2 separate regions of the Sus scrofa genome follow, and region 2 is linked to region 1. A link is a contact called in public Hi-C data. All regions are on one chromosome and are shown on one strand. Each heading gives the region's core, a stretch centred on a gene start, on an enhancer-like site or on the middle of the called end of the contact. The rest is flanking DNA. Distances are from core to core; before and after follow the strand shown. Region 1 holds the start of PNPT1 (polyribonucleotide nucleotidyltransferase 1). Region 2 holds the start of CCDC85A (coiled-coil domain-containing protein 85A).

Region 1 (5,352 bases), core at 1,169-3,668:
CCTCACACAATGGCTGATGGAAATGTAAAATGGCACAACTGGGAAACGGCAATTCCTCAAGAGGTTAAACACAGAAGATCGTATGACCCAGCAATTCTACTCCTATATGAGCCTATGAGAAATGAAAACATATGTCCATGTAAAAATTTACACATGAACCTTCATGGTGGTATTATTATAACTCCCAAATGGAAACAATTCAAATATCTGCCAAATGATGAATGAGTATATCAAAGAGAGGATGGGTACTCACAAGGATGAGCCAAGGAGTAGATTTACCCCAAGCCCCTCCTCCCCCATTCTAGCAACACAAGGGAGAGAAGTGGAGCTAGGAAAGCATTATCAAAAGCTTGAACTAGAAGGGTCCACTTATAATAAAAGGATTTTTTTCCATTTATAAAACTGTAAATATAGCTCTTTATGTGGTTGAACCCTCTGATACAGAACTGTGGATAGGGCCTGACTGTGGGACTTGAACATCCTTGGATTTTGGTATTCATGGTGGCTTCTGGAACCAATCCCCTGCAAATTCTGAGGGCTGAGTGAATCACTCAGAGAGAAACAAATGAGCAAACAATCCAGCTCTGCAGTACCCCAAATGTTCGCAAACACATGCTTTGATTTGTATTCAAATACCAAGTTTTTCTACTCTCTTTTTTCCCTCTGTTGAGTCTACCGGGGTCTTCTTTAGGGGTCCTAGGCCACCACCAGATAGTCCTTTGGTCCTATCTTCATGATTACCCTAATTTAAACTTTTTTTTCCCCCACCAGATATGTGCAATTTATAGTATGCAAAGATCCAGGCAGTTACTTTTCAATATGTCTCATGATCTCAGTTGGTATTAACTGACCTATATAATTTTTTCCTATTAACGCACTTTTTGTTTTTGGTGCAAACCTGTTATTAGTTTTATATTTCATGGTTGATTTTACTTCTTATGAATTTACTTGTCAATATTTTAATGTACAAAATACTGCCAAGTACATAAAAGATTGCTAACACATCAGTGGCTTCTGGGGATTGGAACTGGGTAGCTCTGAAACTGTATGGTAAAGAGATTTCTGAGCTTTTTAATGTTGAATCATGAGTGAATGAATACCTAATCAAAAATTACTTCTGAAAAAATAAATAATAAAAAGGATAAGATGAGTAGAGAGATCCTACTGGTGGGCAGAAGAGTGGGAGGAGGTACTTTAGGAAGAGCAAAAGGAAAAGAGGAGCCACCTGCCATAGGAAGTAGAACTCCAGAGCATGTACTTTTTTTTAGAAAGTATATGTGAAAATGTAGATATATAAAGTAAGCATTAGCAGTTTCATTTATTCTAAGAATGAATCCAGTAGGAATTTTTAAAAAGTGATTTTAGACATGAATTGTGGCAAATACCCCCTAGAGAAAGTATGGGTTTGAAACACAATTTCAAAATCCACCTAGTCTCATAGTACTAGTTTGTCTGACTCTGAGATAGTTACCTTCTCCGAACCTCTGTTTTTTTGTTTTTTGTCTTTTTTGCCATTTCTTTGGGCCATTTCGCGGCATATGGAGGTTCCCAGGCTAGGGGTTGAATCGGAGCTGTAGCCGCCGGCCTACACCAGAGCCACAGGAACGGGGGATCCGAGCCGCGTCTGCAGCCTACACCACAGCTCACAGCAACGCCGGATCCTCAACCCACTGAGTGAGGCCAGGGATTGAACCCGCAACCTCATGGTTGCTAGTCGGATTCGTTAACCACTGAGCCACGACGGAAACTCCCCTGAGCCTGTTTTAACTATAAAGTGGAAGTTGTAGTACCTTTACCACAGACTTAAACAGAGAGCATCATATAACTGGCGTTCCCTTCCTACTGAGCTGCCCTTCCCTTCCTACCAGGGTCATGTTCGCCATGGTTTTTAGACAGTAAACTGGATGGATGACGTAAACATCCATTGTCAACGCATTATCTTCTCATTTCATAGCCCAAAAGTCCTCGAAAGTAAAGAGAAGGGTAATCAGGTGGAGAGACTCACCAGAAGAAAGGAAGCACGGAACAGGGCAGGAAGGAGGAGCAAGAAGCAAAGGGCACGAAGCTGAGAGCGAGAGAAGGAGGAGGATCCCAAGATAAAAACTCCAAACCCGGAAAGGGAAATTTGGAATTCACGTTTGGAGTAAAGAGGGGAAAGAGACCTGGGTCGCCGGATTCGTACTCCAGGAGATGAATGTACTCGAACTGGCCTGACAGTGCGCCTTGTGAAAGGAGAGAGAACGCACACATTCCTTACCTGCTGCCTAAGTCCACGGCCACGGTTCGGGACCTCCCGCCACTCCATAGTGCTCGCACCTGCAGCTGGGTGAGTGTCCGATCCCTCCCTGGCAGACGGAAGGGACCTCTGCCCAGCGGCCGAAGCCGGAGGCATGAGCAGCAGCCCCTGCAGGCCGCCATGACACCCTGCACGCGCTCAGCCCGGGCTGCGCCCTGATTGGCTTATTCTGCAGAAGGTGGGGCGGAGCCTGATGCAGTTTCGTTTCCGTGGTGCCGGGGGCGGGGAACGCCGAGGAAGTGGATACCTGGCCCCTTTCTACGAAGCCTAGTAAGGGTCAAACCTATCTGAATGCGATTGTGCTTTAACTTCGTAACAGACAATGAACAGCAATTAGAAAAGTGTGTTTGGGTTTTGTTTGCTTTGCTATCATAGTTTCAAAGAGAATCCTAGAATAATGTAAGTGTTTAATACATAACTATAGTGGTAATAGAAGTACTCAGAAAACACATTACTATGATTTCGGCGTCTGCTAGCTGAGAATTAGAATTTGTGTAGTGGGCCACACCGGCTTTTATTTTATAAATTTCAAACAAGTGTGTTACTACCAAGATTTGCGTTAACTTATTTCTATTAAGTTAATTTCACTTCTTGTTGACCTATATCATCATTTTATATATCTTTATGGTCATTTTTGGATTCATCCTCATTTCCATTGTTAATATTTAGCAACTCTTTCTTTACAAATCAACCCTTAAATGCAAAATGCCCGCTACTTTTTTTTTTAATATTTTGGGAAATGAGAAAAAGTTTTGGAATTTGAATTTGATAAATTTTTAGGGGGTGGATAAATTTCTTCCATTCCTCCTAATCCAGTTTGTTGGAAAATCTTTATATGGTATCTGGAATGAACCCAGTGATCATTTTTCTATTATGAGGGTCATATTTCTCTTTTAAGGTCATAATGCCTCCCCTCAAAGAAATCCAAAGAAATCCAAACAATGAAACTCAACGAACACTTAAACAGGTTTTAGAACAAAAAATGTTAATTCCATACAAATTATTTAGTGGCAAAACAACTCTCTTACACCTTGCTCTCAAGAGCTATTATCACTGATTTGGAATTTCCATGCTAATAGAAGGGATTATTGATAACTCTGTTTATAGGTATTTAGTATTAGTTTTTGCCTTTTCCTTTGCTTTTGACTTAACCTTGTGTTGCCAGTGTGGGTTTGATCCCTAGCCCTCGGATCTTCTGCTTACTGCAGACACGGCCAAAAAGAACAAAAACAAAACCAAAAAAACCCACCAAAAATCAAACCTACCACTGCATTAAGTGATTATCAATTAAAATTTAATTTGGTTTGTAGTTTATTTGGGGCTATAAATGTATTTATTTTAGTTTTATGACTAAACTACAAGAATAAGGGGATTATGTCTTGCTATATATTTGTGCATATGTAAGCAACATAATAAAAAGTATCTTCGAACACTGAAGGGATCCATCAAAATTTAGTAGTCTACTCAACTTTAAGAAAGTCTGCTCAACATCAGTGCCAGAGAAATCTTTCTAAATCACAAACCTAAATGCGTCTCCATCCTGATTAAACTTTACTGATGGCTTCCTAAATCTTTAATCAACACGATAAAATCTCAACTGCTTTGTGTGGACTATGAACCTTTCGTATTTATCCTCATCAGTTTTGACTTACTACCCTACTTCCTTATCTCCCTCTCCTCACTTTATTTTATTTCATTTCATTTATTTATTTATTTTGCTTTTTAGGGCCACACCAGGGACATATGGAAGTTCCCAGGCTAGCCGTCTAACTGGAGCTGCAGCTGCAGCTTCTGGCCTATACCACAGCCACAGCAACTGAGAATCTGATTGCCATCTTCAACTTAAATCACAGCTCAAGGCAACGCCGGATCCTTAACCCACTGAGCAAGGCCAGGGATCCAACCTTCATCCTTATAGATACTAGTTGGTTTTGTTTCTGCTGCGCCACAAAGGGCACTCCCTCCCTCTCCTCATTTTATATTCCAAGTAAACTGAAACTTGTTCCTCTGTAACATTACCACCCTCTCTTTTTTCTCCATGACTTTCCTCGTGTGATTCTCTGTACTTCACACATTCCCTCTCACGTGTCCATCTCGCAAACTTAGTCTTCTGGTCTCAGCTTCAACACTATCCTCTCTGACATCCCCAGCTTGATTTATGGGTACAATCTACATCTGTCCTTCCACTTTATTGATTAATTAATATGGTCATTATTTTACCCATGGAAATGAATGTGGGAATATGTATTGCATAGTGGTTAAAATTGCTGACTCTGGCATCAGATTGTCTAGATTTGAATCTTACCACTGTCACTTCTTAAACAGGTGACTCTTGGTAAGTCACTTACTCTTTCTATACCTCAGTTTCTTCATTTGTAAAGTGAGAATGAAAATAACATCTACCTCTTAGGGCTGTTATGTGGATTTAATTGCAATCTTATTTTTATGGAACTAAGCGTAGTCTCTGCCACATGGAAAGTGTAATAATGTGTTGTGAAATATTTATCAAATACCTGCTTTATGCCAGGCAATATAGTAAGCTCAGGGGATATAAGGGAGTTGAAATGGTTACAGGGCGTAATAGCCACTGCTTTATAGAATTTGAAGTCTAGTATGAGAGAATGACAAAACACAACCAAGCAAATAAAAATTAGAGTGTGATTAATACTAAGAAAGGAATAAAGTAGATGTGAAAATAGAAAACAGTGGGATGGAGAAAGAACTTACATAAACTAAGATGGCCAGGGAAAGACTTCCTGAGGAGGAGACTTTAAGTCAGTCTGAAGGATGAGGAGACAGCTTCTGAAGCCTGGGGCCAGGTGGGAGCAGCCACTTGCAGGGGGAGTGTTATCCCTGAGTTAGGAAAGAGTTTGGCTTCTGTGAGGACATATGAAAAATCCATTGTGCCTAGATAGTGGTAAGCAGGAGTGGGCAGAGATGAGGAAGGAAAAGGTAGTCATTGGAAAGTTTAAATAGGGCAGTAGTATGATCTAGCCTACATTTTAAGATGATCCCTCTGTTTACTGAGTCCAGAGTGGCTTGGAGGAGGAGAAAGT
Region 2 (4,963 bases), core at 351-2,850, 54 kb before region 1:
TTAGGAACAAAAGGAAGAACACCTTATGTAAAAACAAATGTCCATGACTATTTAAAATAAAAAGGAAAGTGCGAGAGTACAAAATATGCCAAGAATAAACCAAAGATTGCTATTTTTCTTTTATCTGTACATATCAGTTGTTCAAATCTAGGCGTTCAGATTACAATGAGAAAAGTGTTTTAATTAGGGCTCAACATTTTATAATTTAAGAATATTTTACAGGTGACTCGTACAATAAATCAACGAATACAAGTTTACAATCTGCCTGGTGTCCTAACTTGTTTAGGGTGTAAAGTATCCACTTTTTCACAGCACTCTCTACAAAGGTAGCCTGGAGGGATCCCAGACTGAAGATGTATGTGCTTGTGCGTGCATGTATCTTGTCAACAGCCTGCAATAACCCCAGGAAAAGGTGCCTCTTGTTTTTCCCCAGCACCTGTCGACTGTGGCATCTGAAGCTCGTTAGTAAAACGAGTTAAAAAAAAAAAAAACACGCAGAAAGTAAAGTTTCACTAAGCCTTTTGTACCAGGCATATAATGGATAAAAAAATAACGGGAGTCGGGGACGGTCAGCTCCCCCGAAGGAGATTCACTACCTAGTCTTCCATCTCTTCCTCCCTTCTCTCTCACACTTTCCCCTGCTCAAGAGGCGAGACTGGAGAAGAACGGGTCAAATGTTTAACAAGGATGGTAGGCGGGGGAACAGAGAATCGGCGTCTGACCGAGGGTAAATCCAGACAAAGTTGTTTCCTTCAACGCACTGAAGTGCACGCACAAAACCAATGCGCTGTCCTAAGTGGTTGTAGTAACAGTACCCGGCCCAGGGCCTAAACGCCAGGGCTGTGCCCAAACCGGAGGCATTGTCCCCTATCCTACGGTTCCAATAACCTTACCGTCGGACTCTGCCCGAACCAGCAGCGACATCCCCTTGAGCTCCTCCACATAAGTGGAGGAGACGTGCCCGGTGCCTCGGTCGTCCCATTGCCGGTCTTCGTTCAGGGTATAGACCTTCACTCGCCGCCTCGTATCCGACATGGTGGCTGCTGTCCCCACTACTCCAGCCGCCGCCTCCTCGTTCACCTAGTCCGCCTCTCTCACTCTTGAGAAACGGTAGCGGCGGTGGCGGCAGCGGCGGCGGCGGCGGCTCCGGAGAGGCCTGAGTTCACCATGGCTCCCAAGGTTCAGCCGCGGGAAAGGACAACACGAGCCACTGAGACCTTTCCGCCTGGAGTCCCGGTTTCCTCTCACTTCACCCCCGCTCACACCCACCCTCCCCGCCCTTTGACCCCCAGAGCTCTCTAGCTCTCCCGCCGCAGCCACCGCCGCCGCCGCCGCCGCCGCCGCCGCCGCCGCGGTAACTGCTACAGATCCGCCATCTTGTAACCCGATTCTCTCTGCCTTTCTCTTCCTCCTCCAGCAAGCTCGCACGGGCTGTCCTAGCAGGGGCTACGGCGGCCGACAAGTCCAACATGCATCGCCTCGGTTTCTGCATGCGCTTCCCGGGCTGGACCGTACTCGGTTTTCTCGCGATGCAGGGTACTGGGCTGAGGTGGGAGGGCCTAAGTGCGACTTTCTCCTCTCTCGACCCCGCCTACTGGCGCGTGATCTCGGCTGGGAGGGCGGTTCTCGCGAGCCTCCAGTCACGGCTGGTACCGCGAGACTCTTCTCTGTGCAGACCGCCAGAACCGAGTTGTGGATGCGGCTTCCGGCGGTTGCTGTCTGTGACAGGCGTGTGGAAGAGCCAAGCTCTGTGGAAAAAACAGAGCAAATCTGGGAGGTACGCATCCTTGGACAGGACTTACTCTGAGCCAAAGGGAAGAAAATGTGCTCGCACTCCTTAATGGAAGCTCACCCTGTCAGCCTGTAGGAGAAAAACAGTTAAAACCTCTTGTCTGTGAAGACTTTAGGAATTTAAAATGTCTAATGCGACCCCAAACCCACTGCAATTCGTAGTGGAGTCTGTTATAGTTAAGCATTTCCTCAGGAAGTGTTCGTGTTTGTCCAGAAGATTGTAACATCGTACAAAGGTGTGACAGTTTCTTATTTCCTGCCCAGGCGTTTTGCCGTTATGCTTTTGGTGGCTGGCCATTGGAAAGCATACTTTCCGCTTTGTGAAAATATGGTGTTCTTCCCTAATTTGTAATCTCGGAAAATGAGTCTTCAGATAAGTTTAGGGAACTGGCGGGAACTACCTGCCTAACTTATCTAAGCATTGTTTTTGATATTTTTGAGTTTCTCTTCCTGGCATTTCTTGCATTCTCTCTCGGGAAGACTTCTGCACTGAGGAAGAAATTCTTTTGGCGTTTACATTAGTTGTCAAACAACAGATTAATTTTCAAACATTGCACGGTGGATACGGGTGAACTGAGCAGTCATTTATTTCAATCCTTGTTTTCTTGATAGACTCCTTTTATTCGTTTTTTTAAGGACAGTTCTTGCCGCTAGCTCTTTACAGCTCTTTAGTCTGAAAGGTGAAAATCAGGCGAAATGCACGTTTTGCTGCAGCGCATCTTGGGAGTTGTAGTCATCCTAATCCATGGTTTGTCGAAACGTGCTTATGTTTTGACTAGATCTTGTGTGTACACCCTTCCGCATTGCACTGAAACGTGAGAATGTTTTAGAGCAGATGCCTGATAAAAAATACTCATTTCAAAATCTGGATACATAGGATTCGTATAGGATTTTTTTTTTTTTTTTTTAATCTAAAGAGGACCTAAGAGGAGTTCCCGTCGTGGGTCAGTGGTTAACGAATCCGACTAGGAACCGTGAGGTTGCGGGTTCAATCCCTGGCCTTGCTCAGTGGGTTAAGGATCTGGCGTTGCCAGCGTTGCCCTGAGCTGTGGTGTAGGTTGCAGACGCGGCTGGGATCCCGGCGTTGCTGTGGCTCTGGCGTAGGCAGGTGGCTACAGCTCCGATTAGACCCCTAGCCTGGGAACCTCCCATATGCCGCAGAAGCGACCCTAGAAATGGCAAAAAGACAATTAAAAAAAAATAAAAAAAATAAAGAGGACCTAAGAAAATATACTTGAATTAATACACGTAGCAATAGAGCCCGTTAATTGCTCTGATCGATGTGGACTAAATGTGTTTGGAGTCCAGAGGAAATAACATTTCTGTCTTGGGTCAGAGAAGGCTTCACAGATAAATTTTGGGTCTGATGTTAGAGGATTCCCTGAGTGTGAGTTTGGCTTGAAGGGTATTCAAGGCTGAGGGGGCTAGGTGAACAAAGTCGTAATGTGTTACTGGCCTAAAAAATCTTGTATGTGTCATGTATTAAGTTAAAGGAATGAGAACTATACAGCAGCCACTTTGACTATACATGTTAAGAATTTAATACCCTACAAATAAGATCTAATACTGGAAAAAACTGAAATAAGTCATTTCTTGTGTTGAATCATTTAACAAGTATTTGATGAACATGTACTATGTGCTAGACAGTGAATAAATCGAAGAAGTTCCTCTTCTCATGGAGCTTACATTTTAGAGCAGGAAGATAATAAACAGATGCCAGGGACTGATAAATATTATGACCAAAAACTAAGAGTAGCAAAAGGTTAGAGAGTGGGTTTGAGAGAGGTAATGGTGTTTATTGAGGAAGGTCTTGGAGGGGTGGCATGCAGCCATGGATTTCCCTCAGGGAAGAGAGAGCCAGGAAGCAGGAATGACACATATGAAAGCTTTGAGGCTGTAGCATGCTGCATGGGTGAGAGGGATAGCAGGGAAACCATTGTGATTGTAGTGGAGCGAGAAAGAGGGAAAATAGTGGGAAATAAGGTTGGGAGTGGGAGAGAGGCTGTTTTAAAGCTCCTTGAATTTTACTTTGAATGAGTTACACATACACTAAAGAGTTCTGAAATGAGTAACATGATCTTTCTGAACAGTGTTTCAAAGCATCCCTCCCATCTTCCATGCCTTTAATATCTCTTTTCTCTAAATATCTGAAAGGAAGGAACAGTTTAACCCTTAGGACTCATCTCTGGCCCTTGCTGGATCCTCAGGCATATGCTCTTGTTTTTTCTTCCACTAGGTCACAGGGATTCCCTCTTCTACTGTAACAGGCCTATCTCTAACATTTCTAAGGTCCGGGACAAGCCTGCAAATGGAAAACCATATACTGTACTTCTAAAGATTTAAGATTTACTTATTTATTTATTTATTTTGTATTTTTAGGGCTGCACCCATGGCATATGGAGGTTCCCAGGCTAGGGGGTCTAATTGGAGCTACAGCTGCTGGCCTATGCCACAGCCACAGCAGTGCCAGATCCTGAACTGTGTCTGTGACCTGCACCACAGCTCACGGCAAAGCTGGATCCTCAACCCACTGAGTGAGGCCAGGGGTCCAACCTGCAACTTCATGGTTCCTAGTTGGATTCGTTTCTGCTGCACCACAATGGGAACTCCTAAAAATTTAAGTTTTCAATCAAGCTATTACCTTTTTCCTACCTTCAGTATACTTGAAGAAATATATTTTCATAATAGCCTGGAAGCCATATTCAAATCTAGAATTCCTTTTTTGGGCCGCAACTGCGGCATATGTAAGTTCCCAGGGGCTAGGGGTCGAATTGGAGCTGCAGCTGCTGGCCTACACCACAGCCACAGCAACGCCAGATCCGAGCCTCATCTGCGACCTACACTGCAAATTATGGCAACACCGGATCCTTAACCCACTGAGCGGGGCCAGGGATGTCATGGATACTAGTCGGGTTTGTTACCTCTGAAGCATAACAGGAACTCCCAAATCTAGAATTGTTGAACTCCTCAGAGTTCCAGAGTCTCCCTTTGGCTCCTGAAGTCCTTAGTCTGCCTTCTTTTTTTCACACCTCACCTCTGTCCTGCACTTTGATAGCCCTTAACATGCACACATAGGATACCCCAGCCTTCTGTCCAAGCCCTGTGTACGTCTACACTTCTTAAATGTAGTCACTCCTTGGCCATTCCTCAGCAGGACAGAATTTAGAAATTA

Evidence for each region. Hi-C and Micro-C count contacts between places; a contact is called where the count stands out from the background.
Region 2: a Hi-C map of liver shows a contact between it and region 1, with 3 times the contacts expected there. The contact joins the promoter of CCDC85A here to the promoter of PNPT1 in region 1. A contact is called at or near these places in 1 of 5 promoter capture datasets (liver) and 6 of 47 Hi-C or Micro-C datasets (blood, epiblast stem cells, heart right ventricle and 2 more).

The regions. Positions count from the first base shown.
Region 1 is chr3:85,592,472-85,597,823 of Sscrofa11.1, reverse strand. It overlaps PNPT1 (polyribonucleotide nucleotidyltransferase 1), which reads right to left and starts at 2,418. Exons shown (of 28, transcript NM_001246267.1): 1 at 2,258-2,418. The coding sequence starts at 2,418. The region is part of intron 3 of CCDC85A (coiled-coil domain-containing protein 85A); the gene reads left to right.
Region 2 is chr3:85,646,491-85,651,453 of Sscrofa11.1, reverse strand. CCDC85A (coiled-coil domain-containing protein 85A) reads left to right here and starts at 1,600. Exons shown (of 18, transcript XR_002342946.1): 1 at 1,600-1,777. It overlaps PPP4R3B (protein phosphatase 4 regulatory subunit 3B), which reads right to left and starts at 1,390. Exons shown (of 17, transcript NM_001244675.1): 1 at 1,356-1,390; 2 at 894-1,138. The coding sequence starts at 1,035.